Linked DNA regions of Mus musculus: region 1 is linked to region 2. Evidence: chromatin contacts called from public Hi-C data. All regions are on one chromosome and are shown on one strand. Each heading gives the region's core, a stretch centred on a gene start, on an enhancer-like site or on the middle of the called end of the contact. The rest is flanking DNA. Distances are from core to core; before and after follow the strand shown.

Region 1 (4,164 bases), core at 1,622-4,121, 440 kb after region 2:
TACCCATTCTCCTATTTCCTCATTCATAGGGCCTCTGCCCTGCTTTTCCCCATTCTAGAGCTCCTTTTCTCATTTCCAGTCTGATTCTGTCACTTCTGCTTTCCTAGTTTATGTACTTATTCCAGGTTTTACACTTATGTCTAAAGATTCGGAGCTTCAGATGAGAGAAAGCATTCATCCTTTGCCTTTCCGAGTCTGGTTTACTTTACACAATGTAATGTCTTCTGGTTTCATCTGTTTGCCTGGAAAATGTCATGATTTCATTTTCCTTTGCAGTTTATCTTACTCGCTGTTCTATTGCTGTGTAGAAATGGCCACGGCAACTCTTATAAAAGAAAGCGTTTAATTGGGTATTGCTTACAGTTTCAAAATTTTAGTCCACTATCATCATGGTGGAGAGCATGTCAGCACAGGAAGGGATGGAGCTGAGAAGCTGAGAGTTCTACACCCAGATACACATGCAGCTGAGAAAGAGGGAGGGAGGGAGGGAGGAAGAGAGGGAGAGAGAGAGAGAGAGAAAGAGAGAGAGAGAGAGAGAGAGAGAGAGAGAGAGAGAGAGAGAGAGAGAGAGAGAGAGAGAGAGATACTAGGTTTGGTTTGGGGTTCTGAAACCAAAAAGCCTATCCCCCAGTGACAAATTTCCTCCAACAAGGCCACACCCTAAGCATTCAAATACATGAGCCTCTGGGGTCCATTCTTTTTCAAATCACAACACAGCTTAATTATACTCTATTTTGTATATGTTCAACATTTTCATTATTTGTTCATCGATTTTTAAGACATTTTGGTTTCTTGCCAACTTAGCTGTTGTGAATAGAGTGGCGATGGACAAGACAACGAATATTTTCTTTGGGCATACGCTGCCAAGTGGGTTGCAATGGTTAATTTAATTTTAGCTTTTAATAATTCTCCACACTGATTTTTATAATGGCTGCACCATTTTGCAATATCACCAGTAATGAATGAGTGTTCTTGTTTCCCCATCTCGCCAGCATTTGTTGTCAATTGTTTTCCTCATCTTAGGCATACTGACGTGGGTCAGATGACATCTCAAAATAGTTACAAAGTGCATGTCCCTCGTTCCTAATGATGTTGACTTTTTTTATGGTATCCTTTAGGTATTTTCATTTCCTCATTTGGGACTTCTCTTTTCAAGTCCATTGCCTGCTCTTAATTAGTTCATTTGTTTTCTTGCTTCCTTGTGTTTTGTATATTTTAATATATTCTGGATATTAAAAGGCGTCCTCTTTAGTTGATTATTTCATTTGCTGTACATAAGCATTTTAGTGTTATGAAGTCCCACATGTTGATTGCTCTTAATTCCCGGGAAAATGGGCTCCTATTTAGAAAACCATCTAGATCTAGACCTTGTAGGACACTGGCTACGTTTTTATCTAACAGTTCATTAACTCAGTGTTTCTTGTTTCATATTGAGGTGATTGACCCACTTGGAGTAAACTTTTGAGCAAGATGATATATGATAGGTACAGATCTAAATTTGTTCTTCTACTTATAAAATATCCAATATTACCAAGAAAAGAAAGTGTGTGTGTGTGTGTGTGAGAGAGAGAGAGAGAGAGAGAGAGAGAGAGAGAGAGAGAGGGAGAGAGAGAGAGAGAGAGAGAGAGAGAGAGAGAGAGAGAGAGAGAGAGAGAGAGAGAGAGAGAGGAATTGACCTGGGTACTAGTTTCCACAGTACCATAGGCTGTTAAAACATAAATCTATCCTACCTGAGAGGATAATACTCTCTCAAGATCCTTAGACTTTCTAACAAAAACCCTAGTACTGGACCCAAGAAACCTCCTTTTGAGTTGTTGGTCAGGAAAGGGTGAAACCTACTATGAGTTCTTGTCATTTTCCTTGGTTGCTCCCAGAATTTGAAGGTAATTTTTATTGCTAAAAACACCACACACTTCAGACACAGGACTTTATGGGAACTGAGCTAAAGCTGACCTGGAAGGCTCCTGCTCGAGTACTAGCTTCTATCTGTCAGCAGGTGAAGGGAGCTGAGGAGGGAGGAAAGCAATCCACAGGCCCACCTAGCTGTGCCACCTCTGAAGCACAACAACGGGAAGCTACAATGACCTGGTACTATAAACCTATCCAACTTCCCAAGGCTGATAAGCCATAAACTTAGATGAAACCTAGTCCTCTCAGTTTCCCTAAACCAGTTTAATCTTGAAATTCATTATAAATATTCACAGATACTCACAGATAAGTTCAGCTCTCACACCTCACAGAGGAGCTAGCTTTAGAGCATCAGATAGAGATCATTACAGAAAGACATAAATAGTCAAAATGACTGTGGGATGCCCATCTTCCATTGTTCTAGTACAACCCCTGTATCCAAGGCTCATAAAACACCTTGGAAGTGAGGGGGTGGGTAAAAGCCAGAGGGCATTGCCAACTCCTTTGAATTTATGTTTTCTGTATATGACAGGGAAACTGAATTAAGAGAATATCAGCAATATGGGTGCCTAAACAAGACCTCAATTATTACAATACCAGATGGCATGTAAGCCTTTCCCTAGAAGAGAAACAATAGGCACTTAATGGCTAAGAAGAAAGAGAAAAAGGTTTCCCCAGTTATGAGCTTCTTGATTTTCCAATACCAAGTGCTTGGCATCTATACATATATAACTCTAAATGAAATAAGTAGGTTTTATTTCTATTTCTATTGTTCCATAAGTAACAACAATTTGAAGAAAAACAGAGGGTGAGGAGATAGAAGTTGGTGAGGCATGTAAATATGATCAGCATGCACTGTATAAAATTCTCAAGGAATGAATGCACATTTAAAATTAAAGGTCCATCTTTGTTTACTGCAGCTTGTATAGTTGCAGCCACCAGGTGTCAGTAAGACTTGAAAAACAATAGCACTTGCCAAGCGCTGTAGTTCTGGTCCCTGTCTAGCAGCCAATGAATATAGCTTTTGGTTCTATTTGCTTCCGTTCCAGTGAAGGAGATGCACTTTATTAAAGAGCCACTAAGCAAAGTCAGCAACTTTTTAACTGTTTATTCTCGCTCCCAGATATGCCAAGGCATCCCTTCCGCACACTTAGAGAGTATGGACTAGCTTTTAAATTTCAAGAACAAAGTACTGCAAGTTTCTTAGTGAATCACCACTTTGAGAAGGGAAAGGTCATTGTAGGTAGGTTTTGAGCAAAATAGGGCACCTTGCCTGCAAACTACCACACATAGTTGTTTACATGTAACTTACCACAGGAAGGCAATCCACAAAGAAAAAGTAGAGATGCTAATATCCTCTTCAGCTTCTAATTATTGCCAAAACCAATGCCAGGGGCACGGTTGAATTTAAATGAAATGAAGCTTTTTCTTATTAGCCATTGACTTGTTTTTATTAATCTCACTTCTTATAGTTCTTTACCCTCTTGGCAACTGCTATTTATAGAACTTAATTTTTTTTTTACCTTGTACCAGGCTACCTGAATATTTTTAGGCTATATTAATTACAATTATATAAACAATGACATAAATGTTGAAGTTAAATCTTATAGCATACTTGTGATTTTACAACCAAAAATGTTGCATTTCCTATTTCCTAGGCCTCCCAGAAGGGTTTTGTTTTCTAGTAAAATGCTTCTTTTAATGATGCTTCAGTCTTCAATTTTTTTCCCTGAGCTATATATTTCAACCAACAGCCTCTCCCTTCAAAGTCTGTGCGCTCGTATGACAATTCCAATGTAAAACAATCAATTCTACTTCATCTTTGAACCAAATCCAAAAGTGCAAGATCCCAGCTGTCCTCTTGTCTGCTGAAACCATACAACTGACCTAGTTTGCTTCAGCCCCCCCACCCCACACATTATTTTGGAGAGCATTGTGTTCTCAAGACTGTGAGGATCACACAAGTCTATCTTAGAAAACTTAAAAAAACACTAAGGCAAAGAAGCCCCAGCTCCTAGCATATTCCCCCACACGACTCGAGATTTGGTTTCGAGCTCTGCTTCTTTCACAGTGTTCATACTTTTTAAAAAGGAAGCAACCATTGCCACTGGTAATTTTGAATCAGAGAATTTCTATTTCTGAATAAATTGATTTCACGGTGCTTCTGCTCCAATGCTAATAAACAGCAAGCTACAGTGGCCAGATTGGATTATTTCTGGGGCTTGGCAAGGTGTATTCCCTTCCAGATCTTGCTTG
Region 2 (3,798 bases), core at 691-3,190:
AGCAACAGGTGCTCTCAGTTTTATGTGGGATTGCGTCATATCATAAAGCTGGCACTTTACTTAGTGAGTGCAATGATTTATGTTATCTGTTGGAGTTCTTTTAAAAAGAAATTGATAAATGTACTAGAATATATGTAAAAATAAAGGTACAGAAAAACTAATGAAAGAAAACATGAAGAATTACAGTACTCACTGTATCGCATATGACAAATGAATATTAATAAAACATGGCTTTCACATAAAATCAAGAGAAATCAATTACAAAGCAGAAATCCTCATACTCACACATATGAAGACACTTAAATGTACAGATGTTACACAACCCAAGGGTTAAAGACTACTTTTTAAGTAGGACATAGTGTTTACTATGATATTCTTACTGAAGAAAATAAGGTTAGGTCCTTACAAAGTACCATGTTCATAGATGGAAGATTAAAAAAATGTAGAAAACATTAGGAGAAAATATCAGAGAATAATGTTGCAATACGAAAAGGTCAAAGTGAAATGCTTAGGAAAGCATGAACTTACATCAAGATGAAGGATTTCAGTTCCACTTTGGACATCTTATGCAGAATTAAGAGGATGCCAGAAGAAAGATACAGTGGCAACTTTAATAGAGGGACACTTTTCTACAAAAAAGGAAATTATAAGCTAAAGAACAAAGAAATCCAAACAGGAAAGAGACAGGATGTATCAAATTATATTCTAGGCCTCTTATCATCATCCTATTCTTCTCCTGAAACTCAAGTTGTTCTTCTTAAACTCGTCTAATTGCACATTGCTGCTATTGCAGTATAAAGAGAACATTAATGTTTTAAACCCAGGAGAGTAGTAACAGTCGCAACAGAGAGAACTCCAAAGTCTGGCAATTATATGATAAACACACTGACTTTGATTTCATTGATGAAGTTCTCTGAAGCGATGTCCTGGAGTTCCATTTATCATTTCTAAGCAAAGGATAAATGCATTATATAAAGCAAATTGACATGGGAAATACTGTAGTATCAGGTTTCATCTATGTGCAGAATTCCACCATTTCCCCTCGAGGCTTAAACAAATATTACATGAGTGAGGGCTCTTGTAAAATGTTGTTTTGAAATAGATTTCATTAATAGCTTCTGGTGATAATTTATTTCTCTCTTTATGCACAAGTCTCTTCTCACAGTAATAATGGATAAGTTATTTGCATATAAATAGATTTCAGCTGAAGCAGAAACCAAATTGTTTCTCCCCACCCCCTGGACATCGTTAAAAAGAGAAAAAATAAAGAAGGGAAGGAGATTTTATAATAATTAGCAGTCAAGATTTATAACAATATTCTTCATTAAAACTTTTTGCAGGCAACCCTCTTTTTGTTTCTGTTGGTACACTTCACGTTTTGACCTCTGTTAAAGCCACAGGGAAATAACCTGCTGTTTCCACACTGGTGTTTGTGTGACACTGGTGATGGACCTCTTAGGGAAAGATTTACTGCAGCTTTCTCATTATTGTATCAAAGTTTCTTTGTTTCTGAAAAAAAAAATCTGTTTTAGAGCCGTAGTTGTTAATTCTGTGTCTTTATTCTTAATTAAATAAACCCTTTATTTCTGAAGAGTAATGAAGCATATGTTTATGATGGAGAGAAACAGTTTGTTTTTCAGCTGTTGTATAGTTAACAATATCAAAATATTGAAACCCCATTTGTTATAGAGTATGCTTCTTACCTAAGCATCCTATACAGTAAGACCTTTTATGCATACTTTTCTTTCAAGTAAAAATGGTCACCATGAGGAAGAACAAGAAACCAGGATTTTAAAATGTATTTACTTGATCTGTGTGCTTGGCTTCAGTATCTGAGCTATGGTACATCTCAGTACGATTTTATTGTAAGTGACTAGCAGGCAACATGCATGACACAGTATATATGAGTCAGTTGTTGGCAAAATTAAGATACCAGCTGCTTTCTGGTGGATATGATGTCTATTAATGTGTCTTTCTGACCAGTAGAGGTCACTCAGTGTAAAGTGAATAATGACTTCTATTTTCAAAAGAGACAGCTAATGTGACCATTCTATTTGAGCAAGCCTATTTCAGCGGGTATCTGTTACTTGTACAAATGCTATTTCCGTCTTTCCTAGGTGAGTAAGGCTACTTTATATGGTTCAAAGACAATTTTAAATGTGAAGTAAAAATATGATTATGGTCAAAATACAGTATTTAAATCCTTGTGCTTTTGAGCATTATGCAGATTTTTAGATGTTTAAAGAGTAGTGAGATATAAAATTGTCCCCCAGAAAACATGACACAATCATATTCTGCCACAGAGAGGCAGCCTTCCCCATCAAATGGAGCACAGGGTTTGGATTCAGGGAGAACAACACTTACCCCTCGGTTTTTGTCTCATTGTCAGTTGAATGGGATTAGAAAGCAGTCGCGTGTAGCAGCCCAGATATCAGGCACTGTGGCAGTTAAAAGGGTTTTAGAACTGTGGCATTTTTTTGTTTTCTTTAGGTGTGTTTATACTTTGAACTTTTAAAGTATAGGTATAAAATGGAAAGTATACCCAGTGGCAAAATTCAATAATTTGTCAGTTTTACTCCAGCTTATTATAACCATTCACCTATTAGGAACATACCACATTCAGGGGGATCAGGTCATTTTCATTTAGTTAATTTGACATTCCTCTGGCAACTGTGGTGTTTGCAAAGGTGCTAGCAACCCTGAAGGCAATGTGAAGACACAAGACGAGGCAGGTCACAGTGTGGCCTTTGAACTCAGTTTCCTGTAGCCTCGAAGTGATGTCTTCCTTCTTTCTGCTCAGTGGTACTCTGAGGATGAATCAGCTTAGACTTGTGCTCATCCTCTGAGAAATGCTGAGCTTCTCGGGGCCATTTTACCCCTCCTTCACAAAGGAGCAAACTAAAACTCAAGTTTAGAGGATTTACCAAGGTCACACGACAAGTAAGGAGAAGGATTGAGCTGGAGTTCAGATTTAAGACTATCTTAGAAAACACCAGGTTAAAATAATGGAGGGAAAAATACAGTCATTCCCCAAAAGATTAAAGCTCAAAGAATTATGAAATATGTTTACAAAATTGTCCCAAGATTGAGGTAGAAGGACATGTCTGAAAAATTCAGAACTATCAAAAACATTGCTCAATGCGAGTCCCACTCCTGCTTCTACAATTCCAGTCTCTATCGCTTCTTCTGTCTTTAAAACAATTGTCCTTAAAGTACTTACAAAGTCACATGTAGAGAACAATCTGAATATGATTTTAACATTGATATAGAAATAAGGTCTGGTAGTGGTGGCACACACCTTTAATCCCAGCACTTGGGAGGCAGAGGCAGGTGGATTTCTGAATTCAAGGCCAGCCTGGTCTACAGAGTGAGTTTCAGGATAGCCAGGAGTACACAGAGAAACCCTGTCTCAGGAAAAGAAAAAGAAAAAGAAAAATGATTTGAGTAGTTTCTGCTCTAAACAGCTACTAAGAAGAAGGTAAACCACCTTAAATTCTTATGAATAGATCAAAGGGACTCTCCCTGATCCCTCCTTTCCATGATTCTGGTATGTCATGTGTGGGTGCAACTGAGTTAGCTTTCTAGAAGCAATTATGTAGTCATCTGTGTTCTCAGAAAATACCATCTCAGCATCACCATTTCTTTTGATTATTTGAGGAGGAAAGTTTTTGATACCTAATATATTTTAGAGAGAAAAAAATCTAAGCCATAGGCTAGAGGTCTAAAACAAAGATTTTCAGTGAAATTCTATTTTCTTGGTCTGTTTTGCATAAAACATAACTTGTTCTAGTGAGGTGG

What was found. A called contact is a pair of places that touch in the nucleus more often than the background predicts.
Region 1: a contact with region 2 is called in a Hi-C map of cerebellar granule neurons, with 3 times the contacts expected there. The contact joins two enhancer-like sites. A contact is called at or near these places in 3 of 484 Hi-C or Micro-C datasets (cerebellar granule neurons and cerebellum).

Annotation. Positions count from the first base shown.
Region 1 is chr3:139,946,385-139,950,548 of GRCm38.p6, forward strand. No RefSeq gene overlaps it. Among named protein-coding and RNA genes, the nearest start is that of Mir7j, 80 kb to the right of the region's middle. Within about 2 kb of position 2,872, at least 2 of the 459 cell types and tissues checked have an H3K27ac peak or open chromatin away from gene starts, as enhancers often do. A contact at or near this core is called in cerebellar granule neurons and cerebellum, where this site is marked.
Region 2 is chr3:139,507,496-139,511,293 of GRCm38.p6, forward strand. All of the region lies in intron 11 of Stpg2 (sperm tail PG rich repeat containing 2), which reads left to right. Among named protein-coding and RNA genes, the nearest start is that of Gm24260, 92 kb to the left of the region's middle. Within about 2 kb of position 1,941, at least 18 of the 459 cell types and tissues checked have an H3K27ac peak or open chromatin away from gene starts, as enhancers often do. A contact at or near this core is called in cerebellar granule neurons and cerebellum, where this site is marked.